Regions from separate parts of the Zea mays genome. Here region 2 is linked to region 1. The links are chromatin contacts, called in public Hi-C maps. All regions are on one chromosome and are shown on one strand. The core of a region is the stretch at or near the end of the contact, and the rest is flanking DNA. Distances in the headings are between cores, read along the strand shown.

Evidence for each region. Hi-C and Micro-C count contacts between places; a contact is called where the count stands out from the background.
Region 2: a contact with region 1 is called in a Hi-C map of ear, with 1.6 times the contacts expected there. The contact joins the promoter of LOC100381893 here to the promoter of LOC100284388 in region 1. A contact is called at or near these places in 2 of 25 Hi-C or Micro-C datasets (ear and tassel).

The regions. Positions count from the first base shown.
Region 1 is chr7:143,103,092-143,106,805 of Zm-B73-REFERENCE-NAM-5.0, forward strand. LOC100284388 (calmodulin binding protein) reads right to left here and starts at 2,100. Exons shown (of 1, transcript NM_001157283.1): 1 at 1,300-2,100. The coding sequence starts at 2,050. The coding sequence ends at 1,640.
Region 2 is chr7:143,326,160-143,329,873 of Zm-B73-REFERENCE-NAM-5.0, forward strand. LOC100381893 reads left to right here and starts at 1,718. Exons shown (of 3, transcript NM_001361551.1): 1 at 1,718-2,022; 2 at 2,101-2,387; 3 at 2,721-3,228. The coding sequence starts at 1,848. The coding sequence ends at 3,008.

The sequences.
Region 1 (3,714 bases), core at 850-3,349:
AAAGAATGCAATTAGAGTGCCAATTGTCGCGTTTTCAACTTGATGATTGCAACCATCCAGAACTAAAGGGTTTATCATATTTGGCTGATTTAACAAGTGGGTTAGTTAAGCTGGATAAAGATTCTTCTTATCAGATGGTAGATAAATTATTGAGATTACTCTTGACTCTTCCTGTGTCAACTGCGACCACAGAGAGAGCCTTTGCAGCTATGAAATTTGTGAAGACACGTCTTCGAAGCAAAATGGGAGATGCCTATTTACGGGATTATCTGGTCGTTTATATTGAAAGGGAATTAGCGGCAATGATTAGTTCTGATGATATTATCAAGGCCTATGTTCTAGCTAATACACGTAGAGCTAAATTCAAAATAACTGAGATGTAATTTTATTTTGTTTGACAAAATAGATGTTGTTTTATTATACTGTTTTGTAATGAAGATTATATATCAATATATGCATTGTGGTTGGTTCCATTGCCATTTCTATATTGTGTCCTTGCTGGTTTGGTCGCTTGGAGGCTAAGCCTGCCCCCTCTGTCTTCGGATTCTGGCTTTGTCCCTGCTTGAGAAAGACGTCATTATCAGTGAGCATTGTTTTTTATAAGGTTTTTTGTTTTTTGATGAATGCTAATTATGCTTTTTTGAATTTGGTGCAGTGTTTAGGGGGGGGGGGGGGTATTTTACTCAAAAGGAGTTCACTGTGGATGTTGGTAGCATAAAATAAGTGAAAACAAGCCCAGAAAATGCAATTTCAAAACTGATAGACCAAATGCGACAGAGGCTGACAGGTTAATGGACTAACCATGTATTTTTTTTCTCTCTTCTATAAATAAAACAATACGTGTTGTGGATGATGAAACTGCTGAGTCACTAGGCGTGTTTCGACGGTTTGAAAAACCTACCTCGAAAGCCCTTAGCTTGGCCCTTGGTCTTTGCCTCTTTTTTTGATAGTGGTCTTTGCCTCTTTGGACGTGAAGCCCAACCAGCCATGCGCCCATGCCCGAATGCTAGGAGGTCTTCTGCCGGCCATTCTAATTTTCCTTTGTCGGAAAACTAAGAACGTATTTTCTCTCTATTTAAATATCTCAAAAATAAACTCAAAGTGACGCAATGTTTAATATTGGCTCCTTCTGATGTGGCATAATCCTTTGATTTGATAAATTGGTAACAACACTGTAGGCTTGCTCTGTAGGACGTAGCATTTCTACTTGTAAAACCTGGTAGCAAATTAGAAAGCCGAACCACTGAATCTCTAGGCTATTGGAATGTTCAGTATGTTCTTTATGGTGAACAAATCCTTCGTCCAAACGAAATTATCAGTAATAACTGATTATAGGAGCTATATTCTTGATCCTAGAAAAGGGAAAACTGTAATTACATCATGTGAGCGGTGACCTGTGAGGGCAAATATACATACACTCCTAAAGCACAATGACATTCTGTCTGTCTGACAATAAAAATATATGCTCAAGTGCTCGACAAAAAGAACTCATCCATTACTACGGTGCACCAACCAGCTGTGGTGGTGTATACATGGTTTGCACACACGAGTATTCACTATTCAGTAGACACACACGACTAATCTTGGAGGTGCAAATCGGGGTGAGATCAAGAGCACCGTCGTCACCTGATCTCCCGGGCTATGACCGGCCGACGAGGAGAGGGCGTGCGGGGACGAGCAGTCGGTACGCGGAGTGGCCCCGGACAAGGCCGCACCTCGCCACGGCCGCGGCCCGGCCAGCGTCCTCGATCTGCTCCAGCACCCGCACGAAGGCGTCGGCGTCGCACGGCAGCGCGAGCGGGCCGGCCGCCGCGTACCCGAACGCCTCCTCGGCCTCCTCCAGCAGCGCCCGGAACAGCGGGTGGTTCACGCACTCCGTCCGCACCACGAAGCGCTGCCGCCCCGCGCCGACGCACACCGTGAAGCACCCCTCCGGCGCCGGCCTGCTCCTCCGCGCGCCGCTGCGGCACCGGCCCAGCGTCTTCGTGATGAGCCCCGGCTTCCTCCCTCTCTCCGCCATGGCCGTGCCCGTGAGCTCCTTCTCCACCATGGGCACGCGGCAAACACAGGACTTGGGCGCTTGGCAAGACTATAGAGGCGTGAAATCAAGCTTGAGAAGGTGGTGTGGGGCAGTGGGATGAATATATAGTCGCTCTGTAGCTAAAATGGTTGACGCGTTTTGACTTGTGGATATAGATTATTTTTTAAAGTGAATAATATAATGGATATGTTATTATTAAATATCTTTAATGGTAAAATAACCCATAACAAAATAAACAACATTTATATAGAAAGTTGAATAAGAAAAATAGTCAAATAAAATGTTAAAAGTTAAAATATCAACTATAGTATTTGTGTGTATATGTACACGTAGAGACAAGAGGCAAGACGTTTAGTGAACCTAGAGAAACGGTCTTGATCAAGAGGCAGCTTTTTTATATAAGATTAGCTGCTACGGGCTCATGAGAGAGAGGCTGATCTATAGTTTTATACTACACAATAATTGCATATATAGAATTGGGTGCTTCAACTTGTAGCACGCACGTACATTCATATAGTACGGTTTGGCAGTTTCGGAAGGGTAGGAGTCGTGACATCAAGCACGGCCGACTCGAGGGGGCAGCGAGTCCATGGCAATAATAATGCAGTAGATTTTAGCGGCAGTTGGCCTGTGTTCGTTCATTCATGATCGCGACTAGTTTGGAGGTGTCAGACTCCCCAACCACAAGGAGCCGAAACGTCAGCTTCCTTCTTGGGCCGTTTTGTTTTAATTACCGGTTCAGTCGTTGGGCCGGGCTTCGTGAGCGTTCAACACCTGGAACTGGAATGGAACCAAAATGCAACCATGATTCTTGAGTTGAAGCTAGCCTGAATATAATGGCTGTCTTGTACTATCTTTTTTTCGATTCGAATCGAGTGCAACCCTTGGCACCATAGTCCATATTCGGGCGGAGAAAAGACGAGCGAGCTAGGTAACAATCCCGATGAACTCCATTCAAGTCCAGGAATCAGTTACAACGGACACATGTACCTACTCCGTGGCACACGCGCATCGGGTAACGCCTGCTTTTGGCGCGGAGACGAACCACGCTTTCTTTCAGTTCCGTAACTCCATTGCAGAATCCACACCAATCATACCCCCACCCAACGGCCACACGCCTCCAGCATGAACTTCAAGCAGAATAGATATATGTTGTGGCCACAATTGGACGCCCTTACATTTTTAGCCTCTTTCGTTGGCTTTAATCCAAAATTGTTTCTACAATAATTGTCTTTATGCATTGCGATTACAACATTTCGAACATCTAACTTTAATCCGAAGCGAACAACTCATTTACTAAGCATTTATGTACTTTTATGTTTAATTAAGTCTCAAACTAACATAATAAAGCTATGAAGATATGTATGTAGTCCTATATAATAATGTTACTTGCAAGAGCATCTCTAACAACTCTTAATGTTTGTTCTCTCAATCTCTACTATATAAAAGCACTAGTTTCAACGTTCGTCCCGCATCAATTTTTACAAAGAAACCCTTGTATTTCTTCAAAATCAACCTGCGGTCCCAAATCATATCCCATCTTATCCTATTTATTTGCACATCAGCGTTCTCACCGCTGTCGCTCTAGCAACAAACCCCGTCCATTTCACAACAACCTCCGCCCGCTTCTTCCGCTGTTGCACTGCCACCGGTCAGGAGGATTAGGGCGCCCG
Region 2 (3,714 bases), core at 468-2,967, 220 kb after region 1:
AGAACTGTTAAATTACCCTTGCAAGGCTAAGCAACGTACGGTGCTGCTTGTGCCTTGTGGCCTGCTCGTGCTCACCGAACGGTCAGCAGTCACTTGGGCAAGCAAAAGCTACTCCGGCAACGCAGGTTTCGTCGTGCTGGGGGTTATTCCGATCCAAGCATGACAGGACGACCGGCCAGAGAGCAGAGCGGCTTGCTTTCACATTCGCATGTACGTACGCACGTAGTTGCTGCTGGATGTGGATGATCCATGCCTTGGCGTCATCTTCTTCACGGAAGAAATACGTACGCCTCCTCGTCCACGACGTCTCCTTCGCTGTTGCTGCGCAATGGCCGGCATTCTTGCACCTGGGCAGGGCTGCTGGCCAGCTTGCAGATCTTTTTCCCAACAAGAACACAGTTCCGTTATCCCGTGTAGCCCGCCTTTGCGCTCTGCTGATGCCGGCGATCTGAGAGCAAAGGGCCAGGGAACAGTTTACTACTCCATCATCCAACGTCCGAACAGACAAGCCAGAGTTTAATGCGTGTCTTGCATAGCCACGCAAAAGAATGTCTCGTTTCTTCAGAACCGGGAGCAAGGAAAATCCAGAAGTCATGTATGACAAGGAGTGAAAACTAAAGCCGGATGCTTAGAAGAGAACTTCATCTGGGTTTAAAAAAAAATGCATCATCCTGACGGCCGGCATCCCTGATGAGAAATATCTCTCCACGAGTGGACCCTATAGACTAGTTTGCCCCCCAGGATTCAGGCGCCGGCATGGCTTCAAGGTGGTGCTCGCTGACGCTGCTCGATCGGTTGCTTGGAAGGAGCTGAGCAGGCAGGAAGCAACCAGCTGCTCTGCCTTGCAGCCTGCGGCTAGCGCGCCAAGCAAGACGTTCAGGAGACCTGCAAGAAAGCGCCATGGTGTGTGTTGCCGCATGTTTTTATTATTACAATCAGATGCAACGAAAAAATCGCTAATGATTCCTTGTAATCCAGATTAAAGGAGTACATAAAGTGGACTCGTAATCATACAACACGTACAACACATATATATGATCAGATTAGCTCTCATCTGGGAGAAAAAACAGCTGGCGCTGTTGATTAACAACGAAGGTATCCATATGTTAGATCACTTTATATATTAAAAAAAAGATATGCGTTGGATAGCATTTCCAACTACCAAAACGTTGGTTCAACCCTTCTTTCTTTTAGCAATCATTTACAAGAGGCCACATCAATCAGGCTTGGCCTTCTCCACCCGATTTGCCACGTCAGGGTCCATGCTATGCCCTGCTGCTGACGGCACATCTGGATAACATTGTCTTTGTATGAAAAAAAAATAATCAAGAAGAAAATTTTCGTTTCCAGGAAAGCGAAGCGAGCGTATACGAAGGAGAACTCCCAGAACGAGTTGGGTTCGTTTGCGGCTAAATTTAAGACAGAGATTAGGTTGTTTGAGTTAAATTATGACTCTTTCTTGTTCTTTTTGTTTTTTCCTCTCTCTCTCTCTCTCTAGTTTGCAATTACCAGTACTCCATCTTGAAACTGACAGCAATGGGGGGAAGAGATTTAGGCAAGATTTGTTTCGGACTGGGACGGGGTCATGTCGAATCGGAGAAGGAATCACACTGTTTAAGCAAAAGAGTAGACGCGGGATGGAGTCCGCTCCACGCCACACGGGATCCTATAAATTGCCCGCCTTTTCTTCTCCAATCCACTCATCATAAATCTCTCTCGCTCGCTCTCCAGGCTCCAGCTAGACTGTCCTGCTCTGCTTCGGTGCTACTCACTGTGCAGTGTGCACAGCCAGCCAGCTTCAGCAGAGTCCGGCTCGGCTGTCGGCTGCGAGTCCTGCTCCTGCAGGAATGGACAGGCCTGCGCAGGCGCCCACGCAGCTGCCGCCGGGGTTCCGGTTCCACCCTACCGACGAGGAGCTGGTCGTGCTGTACCTCCGCCGGAAGGCCCTGGCTCGCCCGCTGCCGGCCGCCGTCATCCCCGTCGTCCACGACGTCGCCAGGCTCGATCCGTGGGACGTCACTGGTGCGTACTACGCCGTGCGCGTGATTTGCGGATCGATCCAGAGTTTCCCTGATTGCTTGGTGTAACTAAACCGCGCAGGGGCGAGCGAAGGGGAGGGCTACTTCTTCAGCCTGCGGCGAGCGCCGGCGACCGGCCGCAGGAGGAGGGCTGGGAGCGGGTACTGGAAGGCCACGGGGAAGGAGAAGCCGGTGTTCCTGCAGTGCGGCGGCGAGCAGAGGCAGCTGCTCGTGGGCGTCAAGACGGCGCTCGCCTTCCACCGCCGTGAGCCGCCGCCGCCGTCGTCGCGGACAGGCTGGGTCATGCATGAGTACCGGCTCGCCGTGCCCCGCGGCGTGGCCGACCAGAGGAAGAAGAATGCGAGACATGTAAGAGCTCCCACCATAATTTCAACCTTTTAATTGAAAATTTTACCGAGTCGTCGACTTCATTCTCTGATGTAAACTGTACATGCCACTGTCAGTTAACATCTTGACGAATAGACCGATTCAGAAAGCAGAAATTCCCCGTCTTGGGGGGCAACGGTGGCAGTTTGGCATCGACTATTCGACTGGAGTACTCGATCCGCTTTGCAACCTCGATCGCGATGTTTTGCCGCCGTAGCTTACATTTGCTCCCCCCACGAATTTGGAGGGCAATGTTTTATTCGTTTTGCACATGTATAGTGATTCCTATATGCGTGCCGTTGCCAATGACTGCAGGGCTGCGTTGCTGAGCCAGGGGAGTGGGTCGTGTGCCGGGTCTTCCTGAAGAACAGGCCGAACCGGGACGCCGGCAGCAAAACTCTGCGACACGGCGCCTCCGCTCGGCGGCGGCGGCGGCAGCAGCAGCCGGAAGACGTGAGAGGACAGCAGCCGTTGCCATTCTCGGCGCCACAGCCGTCGTCCTCCAGCTGTGTTACCGACGTCACCGACTGCTTGTCTGACGAAGACGAAGACGAAGCCAGCAGCGGCAGCACAGCCCGAGCTGCCCCTCAAAGAGAGGCCTAAGGATATATATACTCTATATAGTACTCCCTGTAGCGTTTTCCCCTCTATCTTGCCCCATTGCCCGTACTTTTCCTGGATCCTGGCATCATATAATCAGGTATAGGGCATGTCCAGCTCAAGGGTGATCCCCAGATATATTTGGCAGTCCTGAATCAGGAACAATACGGCATCTGTGAAGCAGCATGCATTTCGATAATCAGGTATAGGGCATGTTCAGCTCTTTGTGTGCATCCTCCGACGAAGCGCCTCGCTGTGCAGCTTCTGCCGTCATCGTTCAGATCAGCCGGTCGTTATCCTCCACCCGATGAGAAGCGCAGAGCGATGGCCTCCGCGTGCTTGCCGTGGCCTCTGAGTTGACTGCCTGGACATCGATGGCGCTTTACGAATTAACCTTCCCAAGATTGATATCGCACGCGGTGGCGTCTGTGCCTTCTTCCCTCGGCGTGCCTTGGCGTTGTGTGGTGCAGTGCAGCCCTGCCTGCCTTCGCAGGTGGTCGCGGCACCCAAGGCTTCATTCGGTTGAATGGGAATGATTCCCAGTCAAACAGTTTGTTTCGACAAATTCTGCTAGCGCGAAACGGTTCCGAGATGGAAAAAAGGGCAGCAACTCCAACAAATCCCAATATCTAATTTGTAAACCATATTATAAGGAGAAAAAAGAATGAAAAACAGAGCTCCAATAGGCAATAGCTCTCTAGTCTTCAAT